2 separate regions of the Oryctolagus cuniculus genome follow, and region 1 is linked to region 2. A link is a contact called in public Micro-C data. All regions are on one chromosome and are shown on one strand. The core of a region is the stretch at or near the end of the contact, and the rest is flanking DNA. Distances in the headings are between cores, read along the strand shown.

Region 1 (6,262 bases), core at 1,649-4,148, 35 kb after region 2:
AAAATGTTGCAAATGGCATCACTCCAGGAGCTACTTCTCATTGCTTCAGAAGCAGGGGAGAAGATGTCTGTGCCACAGCCACACTGCTGCTCTGGGCAGGAGGGGACTTTCCTTCCCACAGCATACGGCCTGACCGAGGGCACATGAACCTGTGCCCACATGGGAACCCATATGGCTAATCTACCTTCAGAGTGGGGAGGACGAGCCCAGCAAGGCAGACCACTTCAGGCTGATAGGGAAGACCTGTAGAGATGCCAGGAGAGCCATGTTCCTCAGCCCCCTGTGATTTGAGACTGCTGAAAACCCTTCACTGTCCACAGTCTCAAAACTGTCCCCTTCCTGCCATGGAAAGAATCAGGCTTCACGTCTTAATGACTTCCAAAGCCACAATCAGCCCAAACTTCAGCCTGAGCCAATCCGGTGTCTTTCCTGGTCTTGCTAATGTTGCTTTATAAAATGAGCGTAGCGATATTTCAAGGGTTAATTATGAGCCTTTAGAAATCCTGAACTAACATTTATCTTTTAAAAAATGTTTACACAACTTAACTTTATATGGCACTACCGTGTGTGTGTGTGTGTGTGTGTGTGTGTTAGAAGCTCATGGAATTTAGCATTTTCTCTCCAAACCCACACATCTCCAAAAACACATGGGAAGGTAAGATTCATTAAGCCCATTTGGAAGGCACTGCCGTCTACTCCCTCTGGGGCAGAAATGGAGGCGTCCACACCCTGCTCACCACCACTGCCCGGCAATCCACTGTCTTTCTGTTTCCAATCCAGCACTCAGGCATTGTAAGAAAAGTTTCTCCTTTGTTAACCCGAAGAGCGGGATGGCAGGGAGAATGCCATCACCTCCCTAATGTTCCATGGCTCCAGGTTTCTCTTTAAAAAATGCAGCCAGACCACATACACTTCGGCACCTTAGGACTCTGCTTGGAACCCAGCACTCCTTTATCTACTGCTGGAGGAGGAGAGAGTTGCAAACTGGCAGGAGGCCTGGGAGGTGAAAAGCAACCCAAGAGCAGGAAAGGGCCAGGCGGATTCCGGCAGGGGAGCGCGCCTCCTCCTCACGGCCCCGAGGGGTCCCTGCTCTCCCTGCTCTTAACCCACTGCTGGGGGTGGCTTCTCACTGACAGGTGATTTACCATCAAATGAGTGATGGGCAAGGGGTGGGTGAGGAAATGTATGAGAAACTGATGCAATCTTTGGCCCCAGCTTCAGTTTTTAATGAAAAACCTATACTTTCTTCTCATACAGGGATATGCTATAGTTCCCAGGGACTTGAGGAGACATAGTGTCCCATCATTGTGAGTGTGTATGTGTCATTGTGTGTGCATGTGTGTGCTGTTTTCCCTAGAAAACATTCTTAATTTTCATGTTGAAATATTTTTTCCCTAAAAATCAAAATAATGTGGGTTTGTTGGAGAACATTTGGAAAATACAGAAGGGTGGCTCAAAGAAACTAAAATTCACCTGCTGTCTTACCACCTGTTTTGATCAACATTTGATCACCTGACCATTCTCTATTCTTTTATGATATGTAAATTCTAGCAGGGCAGGGATCCTGTTTGCTTCTATGACCCAAAGCTCTGAACAGGGCCTTGTTGAAGTCTGGCTTGCAGCAAATATTGGTTGAGTGAATGAATGACTGACTGAATGAATGACTATAAAGCATACCTTGAAGGGAGCTAGGTGGTCAGGATGTAGCAGAGAACCACAGCAGTAGAATTGCTTGGGTGTGGCAGACTTGCATCTAAGCTACTAGTGCTCACTGCTGCTGTCTCCTTGGATAAGTCACTTTGCCTCTCTGGGCTAAGTTTCTTTTCCAGCAAAGCAATCTTTGTGGCTAACATTGAGTGCTCACTCTGTGTACTGGTGTTGGCCCTATACATGGATATATATTTCTTATTATAGCTCTATGACGTAGGTTTCTACTCTCTCATTTTATGCAGGAGGAAATGGGTATGGAGAGGTTAAGGGATTGGCACAAAGGCACACAGCCAACAAGTGGAAAGCCGGGCTTGAACTCAGGCATGGGGCCCCTCCCCTGCCTGGGCTGTGGGATTAAGTGACTTCAAAGGCCCCTCCCAGCACCAGTATTGAGTGTCAGAGAAGTGGTGCAAAGAGGCAGGGATGATGATTACTCTACTGGCCGAGTTCAAGAAAGTCAATTGTGGAACAAGGTCCAGCTAATTATGGAGCTCCCAGAGCAAAGTTCTTAACTGGAGGACTTCCTCCTGGAGTGTGGACAGTCGATCGGGCCCTTGCAGAGCATAATTAAAGAGCAGGCATTGTCTGCCCTGCCATCAGTGCCCCGTGCCTCAGAGGTGGGACTACCAGGGCTCTTGGTGGGTACCCTTTTGCTTCCAGGGCCTCACTAAGCTGCCACCCACAGGGCAGTGCCCAAGGGTCAGGAGGGCCTCAATAAGAGATAAATCTGATGATTCCTGACCATGAGCAGCCACTGATGCATTTGACGGAGGAGGAAGAATGGGAATCCAGGCTGATGATTAGCTAGGGCTGCAATTAGCAGGGGGCTGTCCTTGCCACCCTCCTCATCCCCAGCTGAGACCTGTGTTTGGCCTCATGTCCATGGTAACCAAGCCTCCTTTCTGGGTAGGAGGAATGGGCTTCGGTAAACAGAGCTATTTGTGTGACTCCTATTACTCATTTGAAGCAATGTCACTCCTTTTTCCACTGTGGTCTGAGTCTCTGAGTCAGAGAGAGCCTACAACAGGGTTCTCTGAATTGATGGCTCACTCCCAGCCACTCTTGACTGACTGCCAATTTAGCAGGGCGTAGCTTACCAACAAATCTTTTTTTTTTTTTAAAGCCAGACTGATTCATAGAAACTCCTTTAAAACACCAGTGAGAAGAAGCCGCCCAGCACACACCCCAGCTCACCAGCCGAGGAAACTTATAACCTCGGGACGCAGGGCCCTCCCCTCATTGCAGTCACATACCTCCGGTAGAGCGGACCAAGCGGCCAGCAGCTCCTGCCACTCCGGGCACCTCTGTCGCTGGGACCCTCAAGGTAGGACAGCTCCTAACGCTGGGACCAAACTCCTTTTTCTGACCTTGACTTTTGCTTTTTTCTCCTTTGCTGTTTTCCTACAGTTCTCTAAGAATGAAATCCTTGCAACTTGCAGCTAAAAGTGGAGACTGAGATCAATTTTCCATAAAGTAGAGAAAAGTGGATGTTGAGGAGGGGCCGGGGGGAGGGGGGGGTCATCACCAGGACCCAGCTGTAACATGTGATGCCGTAATTAGATTCTTGCTCTCAATGTGTAGACGGAGCAGGGACATTGGATATTCTTTATGGAGAAACTGCTGTGTACCTCGGAAGTGACAGTGAACTTGCCACATGCTGTGTCTGACGCCTCCGTTTGGATTCAGATTGCTTCGGGACTTGAATTGTTTCTTTGCTTATTGGTTTGTTGTCCTGTGGGTGGTTGTTTTTGGATGCCAGTGGGCACGTACCTGGCTTACAGTTTGCTGTTGCCGTTGCTTTTACTACCCTTTCGCTTGCCCATTCACTTCTGTGTCAATGGAAGTATTTGTTTCTCCCTTGTGGGCTGGGAAGAGGGGATTGGGTTGTTTAAAGAAAACCGTTAGAGAAAGAGGCAAATGGTATTTCACATAAAACGTGGGAGGGGCTCAGGAGACTGATGTGGATTCCAGGCGCCTTCTCTTCTGGGCAGATGTGGAGGCTGGGGGGAGGCGGGAGGGCAGCTGGATCTGGAGCAGAGGGTGGGGCACGGGGCCTCTGTCTGTTCCAGTAGGAAATTATTGATTGGCTCTCTGCTTTCACCCTAGAGACAGCCGGGTTTCAGTGCTGAGTGCAAAGAGGGCCGATCAGAAAAGATACAAGAATTTTTAAAAAGTGCTCGTGCAATGTTTCTGCGTGGAAGGCGGTGGCTGCCTGGGAGCTGCATCTATCTTCTCACTCTCTCAAAAACGCAGTTGTGCAAACGCCAACATGCACGCTGATCACGGAGGGAATCTGGAGACACGAGGGGCGCCTTTTTTCATTGCTTTTGGTTTTTTTTTAGGCTAGCATTTTGGTTGAGTGTCTGCAGAGGTGTGGCCCATTTCAACATAGATACTGGTGTTTTCTTTCTTTTTTTTTTTTTTTTCCCCCTCGTCAACAAGACGAGCAGCATGGCAGGACTCAGCTTGTCTGATGAAGCGAGGCATTTCCCTCAGAAATGCAGGACGTTGGGAGGAGAAGTTTGAAATGTAATCAGCCAGTGTGTCAAGTAGGCAGAATGCCTGTAAAATTGCCCTGGAGGAACGGTTACGCAGGAGCAAGGATGATTTTCAAGATCCAGGGAACTCCTACGTTAGCTTTAAATGTTTACGCTTTCCAGATCCCATGGATGTGAGCTGGGGAAACCATGATTCAATTGATAATGGTGGTATCTTATGAAGGGAATACAAATCTTAATTTGGTTCTGAGCAGGTTAAAACTAACAAGCAATGCCTAACCCCTGCACTTCTTGGGGTGTAAACCATCGTGACTTCAACCCTTTGTGGTGTCTCGCGTGATACTGCACCTTTACAAGGGAGAAGAGGCGCTGCGTGCTCTCCCCTGGAGTTTTGAGGTGCGATTTACAAACTGCTGTTCTGGTTCCTACTTTCTGCTCTGCCTTCCGAAAGCAGTGGGCAAGTCTCTTAGTTGCGGGAGTTTCGCTGGCTTTCAGCCACTAGTCTTTGACAACACTGCAATGTCAGGGTTATTTTTTTTCCACCCTCAGAGGCAGATCAGATTCCACCAGAATCTGAAGAATGGGGTGGGGGCGGAATGCTGTCCGCAGCTGCAGGACCTCCGCGCCGCTGCCCTGGCCGGAGGGGCCCCAAGCTTTCTCATTGGATGGGGGCGCTAAACTGCCCTGGGACTTGGCACAAGGCCACGAAGGACCAACCCAGACCGGATCACATCCTGAGAACCGGCCGGGAAGCTATCTGAGGAGAGCGCAGGCCAAGCCCTCTGCAGAGTACAGCAACCACTTCCTGGGCCCTTGTTGGCCTCCCCCGCTTCCCTGCGGGGGCCAGATCAGGCCCGTCCAGCTCCAAGCCTTGTGACTGGGTCTCATGGGGACCCCCTTGTTGGCTTGGCGCTGGTGGCCCTGGGGATTTCAGGTTGTGCTGGGCCACGGGGAGTGCTGCAGAGACTGTGCGGGCGGACACTCAGGAAGGAAGGTGCTTGGCTGCAGCCCCGGCAGAGCCTAGAGTGGGCAAAAACCAGAGGAGAGGGCGCCAATCCCGTCCACCCTTCATCTCATTCACAGAACTCCAAATTCGGGAGTGATCTTGGGGGATGGACTCACCCCTGCTCCTACAATAGGCAGAAGCCTAATTTTTACCCCATATCAGACGGTTGGAACGTCTAGCTCCTTAAAATTTTCAGAAGGGAAAGGGCAGTGCCTTGGAGGCCTCCTCATGCTCATCCCCCTTTGCTGGACAGCTCTAAGCGCTGGAGTTTCTTAAACTGAGTGAAAATCGCGTTCCTAGGACTTCCTGGTCTGGAGGCCCGAAGTGACCCAGCAAGTATCTTCTGGTTTTGTTGTTGTTCCACCCCATGCTCCGTATCCTGTAAACATCTAATCCTTATTTAATATTTAACAAATGCAATGGATCTTTATTGCATTGTTTTGTCTTATTCTTGGCCTAAGGATCAGAAAGAACATTTCTTGAAGCTTTGAAATGATGCGTGTCATCAACCATGCCCCCGTGATTTGATTCTGAGGAACACGTGAATCCAGTTCCTCCTTTAACTCGCCACAGGCACACCCACAGCTGCCTAATGTAAAAGCTGTGACTGGGTGCACACCAATTGTGTCCTCGCTCGTGGGAGCTGACCCCAGTGGTCTCCAGGTCTGCCTGTGGCCCTGAAATTCCAAGATCCCACCTTCCTTTTTGGAGAACCCCGTTGGGCTCATGCCAACTCCTACTTGATCCATAGCAATTGGCAGAAAAGTGAAATGAGGCTACATGTTGCATCCACATGGGCATCTCACAGAGGATGCCTGGCTGGTAGGCAGCTTGTGGGGCCAGGCAGCTTCCTCTGCTCCACCCACATAGAGATCCCTTAGGCATGGCATTCACACAACTCGCCTTTGGGTAGAGTGGGCACTCGCCTGGCACCTGGGAGAAAAGGAAGAGGCCTGACTAATCGAACACAGAGAGCGCCAGCCGAGGTGAGGAGGGGCAGGCTTGCGGAGCCTCTTAGCACAGTGACAGCAACGAGGAAACACGGGGA
Region 2 (6,307 bases), core at 1,562-4,061:
ATGTTTTACCCCTTGAATCTATTCATGTGGTATATTAATTAAGAGATTTTCTGATGTTGAACTCTGCTTGTTTAAATAACTCTTCAACATTCTTCAATATTCATTCAACATCTTCAATCATTTAGCATTATTGATTGGGTACTATTATTTCAGTACTGTGCTGAGGAGAGAAATTCATTGGTCCCTTTCTTCAAAAAGCCAACAGTTTCCTTAGAAAAAGAAGGTAAAGGGGATGGATGGACAGCAAGTATTCAGTATTTGCTGTATGTCAGGTATTCTTTTGGGTATTTCAAAAATGTATTCTGATTTCATTCTCCCTAAAGATCTATAATTACAATGATGTTATCCATTGTACAGATTAGACATCTGAGACATCCAGCATTAAGTGATTTGTTTGAAATAAAAATCCAAACCCAGGCTTCCTACCTTAAAGCCCAGGCTCTTGCAATATGCAAGTGGCAGGTTCATGTTTGTTGGGGACATGGAGAGCCATTTTAAATTAGTGTGGTCAGGAGCTTAAAGATTTCCAGAAAAGAATGGATTTAAATGATCCATTCAGTGGTGAGCTGGCATGAGACAGAGTAGTAGATGGCAAGTGAAGAAGAGTTGGGGCTGGCACTGTGGCACAGTGACACCAGCATCCCATATCAGAGTTATGACTCAAATCCCAGCCACTTTGCTTCTGCTTCTCATCCTGCTCCCTGCTAATATCCCTGGGAAAGCAGCAAAAGATGACCTAAGTACTTGGATCCTTGCCATTCACATGGGAGACCTGGCTGGAATTCCTGGCTCCTGGTTTTGGCCTGGCCAAGCCCTGGCCATTTAGGGAGTGAATCAGTAGATGGACTTTCTCTTTCTCTCTCTGTCTCTCCCTTTCTTTCTGTTATGATGATTTTCAAAGAAATAAAGTAAATCTTTTTAAAACAGGAGTTGACAAAGGGGGCACAGGAGCAGACAGAAGGATGCAGACGTGAGTGTTATACAGTGGCACAGAGGTCCTGAGAGAGAATTCCACTGAGCGGAAAATTATTGCAGAGGAAGGGTGTGGACCAAACATTGGGCAGCAGCTTCTAGCCAATTGCATGGTAAAGCTCTGCTGAGGGGCAGCTGGGACAAAATACTGATCCAGGCCAAGAAGAGACTGCGGGTCTAACCACTGATTTACAAGTGTGGCAACAAAAGCAACATGAGAATGGAATTGCTGATAGAAGGAACAGACGAAGAGCATTTCTCACACTGTTAGAAGTCTGCACATGCTCCCAGGAGGGGAAAGTCTGGAGAGAGGAGACATGCAGGTGCCGTGGGATGGGAAAGGGGGGTGGGTAGACGTTGCCGTGCCCACTGAGGGAGGAGGGCTCGAGAGGAAGTGAGGAAGTGGGTAGTACAGTTAACCCGGGAAGAAGAGGACTCTGCGCTCCCTCACACCGGAGGGAGCAAGGGCTTTGGGATGGAGAGGGAAGGGTGGTAGCGCTGCAAGTTGGATGGGAGGTTATGTTTCATGTCAAGGCTGCTGCAGATACTGGGCTAGGTGGGCCACAGAGCACTTGAGAAGAAGTGGAGTCTTACAGAATGGACACCAACAGCCCCAGTTCTCCAATTTTTTTTTAATAATGTAATTTTATGTATTTAGTTGAAAGGCAGAGACAGAGGTCTTCTATTTGCTTTTTACTTCCCGAATACCCACATTGGCCAGGTTGGACTGGGCCACAGCCATGAGTCTGGAACTCTATCTGGGTTGCCACACGAGTGGAAGGGACCCGAGTACTTGAACCTTCATCTGCTACCTCGCAGGGTGTGCATCAGTTGGAAGTTGGAATTAGGAGGAGAGCTGGTACTCGAACCCAGGCACTCTAAGGATGCAGGCATCCCAAGCAACACCTTAACCACTCTACCAAGATACCCGGCTCTCCAATTGTACAAGATCACATCAGGGAGAGGAGGCGTGGTTGCCCTGTGTGAGCTGCATGTGTGCCAGGCTTGTAGCACCCCAGCCTCTGTAAAATATTCCAGAAGTTACGAGAGCCAAACAAAGATGAAGCAAACAAGAGCAGGTCTGGGGCTGACCTGGAGCAGCAGCCTCCTGGGATTGTGCACACAGCTGGCTCCAGCCATGACCTGCCTAGCCCTGTCCCCTCTGAGAGCTGTGGGAAGAGGTGCTTTCCTGTGTACACAGGTCGGGGAGACCACATTTCTAATCTGCAGCTCCACCTCTGGCCCAGCCCAGCCACTGACACCCTTCCTGTGGGCTGTGAACTCCATAGCATGGTCAAGCCAGGCAGCCTGAAGCCCGTGATGAGAGTCCCTTCTGTTTCCTCTCGTAAGAGCTTCTAAAGGGCTTTCCCCAAAGATGATCTCATTACACTCTCATGGCCTCACGGCATTCTAGTCCCGAAAGCCAAGCTGCCAGTCACTGAGTGAGGCATGCAGCTAGTACGTATGTAGGCCTTCGGATTTGCAAGCCCAGACTCTTTCAGTCTTCCTACATTGTCTATACCTGACTGATCCACTTTGGTGGTGAGAAAGCGAGCTCTAGGATTTAGGAAGTGAGAATGGAAATAAAAACACACACACAAAAAAAAAACAAAAAAAAACCACAACAACCTGTATTTGGCATCCAGGCTGAGCTTGCCAGGGATAGCCACTCCCTTCTGTGGGTCAGGAAGCACCTCACTTCTGCTGGAAGGAATGGCTGGTGCCTGTGGACTGAACATTTTCTTGTGGAGACAAGAGCACGGCAGGCAGCATGTTTGGTGAAGGGGGAGGTGAACCATCTAAAACTATACTTGCCCATCTAAAGCAAACCTCATGGCTTGAACCACAAGGAAATGGCCTACTTCCTTCTCCTCCTCCTCCGCCTTGGATGCGTGTGGGTCCGCGCCCAGGTGAATGACACTGAGCAGATATGTGCCCAAGGGCAAGTCGCTCCCACTCTCTAGACTGGGGTTTCCTTTCCTGGAAAACAAGGAGGTTTTCCCAGATGATTCCTAAGGTCTGACTACTTTGGGTAGTCTGACTCCAGGATTCCTAGGAAAGTGGAAACCCTCAGAGTGGAAGAGAATCATTTCCTCATGGGAACTTCCTGTTCAAGATCTTTTCTGTTTTCCTACAGGGGCAGAAAAATTATTCGTGAGTCTATGACATAACATCTTTTTTTTTTTTCTTTTTATTTATTTATCTACTTGAAGGGAAGAGGCGGTGGGGAGGGATAAAGAAAGGAATGAGAAGAGAATGAGAATCTCTCCCATCTGCTGGTAATGCCTGTAAATAGCCAAGACTGGGTTGGGCCAAAGCTGGGAGCCAGGAACTCTATCTGGGTCTCCCACATGGGTGGCAAGGACCCAAGTATTTGGACCATCATCTACTGTCTCCCAGGGTGTACATTAGCAGGAAGTTGGAATTGGAAGTGGAGCTAGAACTCAAACCCAGGCATTCTGATATGAGTTACAGGCTTCCCAAGTGGCAGTTTAACTTTTCCACCATATTCCCAGCCCAGTAGCCTTTGCTTGGGGGTACATTATGCTCTGTGCTATTTGTAAAACTAATTAGCCTACCAGCTGAATAATCAACTAGTTAGCTAATTAACCAACCAAACAACCATCAACTAACTGACATCCAATCAGCAGCCAGAGCCCAGGGAAGCAGACATCCCAGAATCCTCTTCATAGAAAACGGTGAGGGGCAGTGGGACCAGGGCGTGGGACTCCTGGTGCTGCAGGATCCAGCAGACCCCAGCTGTGAGCAGCAGTCACGTGGGCAGCTGAAATGGTCTTCAGCCAGGCTGCTGCCCATTGCAATAAATCACTTCCAAGTATGAGTTTTCTGTCAAGCATGGACGGCTGGATGGGAGCCCTGGGATGTTTCCTGATATAAACTTCTAACTGCCTTGGTGCTCCCAAGTGCACAGGGCACGGTGATGTGGTTTCATGTAGCTGTGCCAAGTGTGGAGGGAGGCCCCATGTGCACTTTCAGTCACGTGACCCTCTGACTCAGACTCTTGCCGGTTCCTGCTTGTCGGGGTATGGGAACCAGGGAGGAAAGGTGAGAGATGACTCCACAGTGGCTCTCTGGGAGGGTCCGGGGTTGAGCAATAGTTTGTTGTTATATGGGCTGCACTGAACTTTTTTATGTGCCTGTAATAAAGTTATAGCCACGGGATCGCCATTTTCAGATGACGTTTTCTGAGCTCCTGCCTCTGACAGGAGGGGGGTGGGGTTGGAGTGCAGAAATTGACATTTCACCACTTCCTTTCAGGAAAGTTTGGTATTTAGCTACCTCATCACCAAAAATATTTTTTGTGCTGTCTAACTTGACTCCACCCTGCCATGATTCCTTGTGCTCTGGTAGACAGGGTGGAAAATTCATTCCACAGCTGTAGGAATGTCTTAGTAAGATGAAGGGAGATGCTAATTCCAACTTCATTTTCTCTTCTCTGCCAATCTAGAGCCTTCTGTTTCTTTCAAATTATATTTTTCAAAAGTTGCTTCTTTTTGGGTTCTATTACTGCTCAACCCTTCTTTTTACAGAAGAGATGTGAGAACACACAGCTGGGAGTTTTTCTCGTGTGTTTGTTCTAGTTGACGCAGTACTTAAAATGCCTTGAGTCCATTTCAAGGTATGGAGCTCTATACGAGGGCACTTTGAAAAGTTCATGGGAAATAGAGTCTGAAGATAACTTTATTTCGGTGCCAAAACATTTGAAAACCATGCATACTTTTTTTCATAAACCATGCTTTCCATGAACTTTTTGAATACCCCTCAGCGGTGTGGATCTCAAAATGTTTTTGTGCTAAAATAAACTTGTCATTGAATTCCATTTTCTGTGAACTTCCTGGAGTGCCCTCATGTTTCCAAGTGGAATGAATTGTCTCTAATGCAAATGTGGTGTTACGCAAAGTGCTGTGGACTTGGAGTTGGAAGTCCTGGGTTTGTCACTTACCAGGTGTTACTTGAGTGGGGCTCCTCTTTTACCTCTGAGAGGTTCTGTTCCCTCTTCTGAAAAAGAGTGGGAATGGGGACTTTAAAGGATGTGTCACTGTGAAGACCAACAATGGGAATGTGTGTGGCATGTGCTGAGGACAATGGTTTGTGCCAGATAGGCGACCTACCTGTTCACACATTTTAAGGGCAGGGCCTATAACCTCTATGTCCACAGGTTTTCTAGATAAGACCGGAGCACACAGCTTAATGAGTACTTCAGGCTGATTATCTACTTGGTAGCTGATGATAAGCCAGTTGGAAAGGGCTTAGGGCTGGTCCATGGTTCCATGGTCTCGTGAAGTCCTGAGAGCTATGGGACTAGGTAAGTGGAAGGAGTGGGGAAGGAGATGCAGTGCGTGCCCTGGAACCAGGGAATCAGGCGAGCCAGGACCCAGGCAATCGCAATCCAGGGGAAATGAAAGAATAGAGGATTTGGCTCTGAAAAGAGTGGTCCCTGCAGAAAAAAAAAAGTGGCTAGAACTGTTCCTGTCCAAAAGCAGTGTGTCGCTTGTGTTCGATTTCACCTTTGCTCAGTCTTGCCTGCCTTCCTGCAAGACTTTAGCTAACCCTAGTTTCCTGGCCTTATCTGGGGAGGAGGGGTTTCTTTATCCACTTTGATAACCTAGGAGGGTCAGATGTTACTGATGCTGAAATCCTTTCTTTTCCCTGGAAAATGTGGTTCTTGCCCCACCTGGCCCCAGCCCTTCCTCACTCACGCCTGTGCTGAGGCCCGTGCCAGTGACCGCAGCAGTGCAGGTGACAAACGTCAGCAGGGCTCATTGAGTCCAGGAGGAAGTGGGCAGGGAGTACTCAGGGGTGAGGCACCTGCTCCCCGGGAGCTCTGTGGAGGGGAATGATGGCTGAGTGGGAAAAGGGCTCGCAGCCCTGGGATAAACTAAACCTGGAGATTACTGAGGGCCAGGGAGGGGTTTATTTATAGAAGGTGAGGCTTCCACTTTTCCCACTGAGCCCGGTGAATGGAGAGCTGACTGAATGGTGAGCAGGGCGAGTGCCGAGGAGGCACACTGGGAAGGCACCTGTCGAGGGCCAGGAAGGACTCAAAGCTCCAAATCTGAGGACTATTTGAGGACGTAAATTTAGAGGACTCAAAAGTTCTAGATTTGATAGAGGGCAGAAGTGAGAGAGGCTGAGAGAAACTCTGCACCTCTCCACCCTGAGATCACTGGGAAGGAAACTAAACAAACCGTTCTTCCGTGGGAACCGCTGCCACATACAGGCCCCCTTCTGTACTTCCGAGTTCACATCCAGCTGTACCAATGCCACCTGTCGGTAGGCATTCAGGGAAAACATGAAAAAACACGATTGAGAA

The links. Hi-C and Micro-C count contacts between places; a contact is called where the count stands out from the background.
Region 1: a Micro-C map of ear pinna shows a contact between it and region 2, with 2.3 times the contacts expected there. The contact joins the promoter of EMP1 here to the enhancer-like site in region 2. A contact is called at or near these places in 2 of 6 Hi-C or Micro-C datasets (ear pinna and psoas muscle).

What each region holds. Positions count from the first base shown.
Region 1 is chr9:110,864,508-110,870,769 of mOryCun1.1, forward strand. It overlaps EMP1 (epithelial membrane protein 1), which reads left to right and starts at 2,899. Exons shown (of 5, transcript NM_001082357.1): 1 at 2,899-3,034.
Region 2 is chr9:110,829,455-110,835,761 of mOryCun1.1, forward strand. No RefSeq gene overlaps it. Among named protein-coding and RNA genes, the nearest start is that of EMP1, 35 kb to the right of the region's middle. Within about 2 kb of position 2,812, at least 4 of the 8 cell types and tissues checked have an H3K27ac peak or open chromatin away from gene starts, as enhancers often do. A contact at or near this core is called in ear pinna, where this site is marked.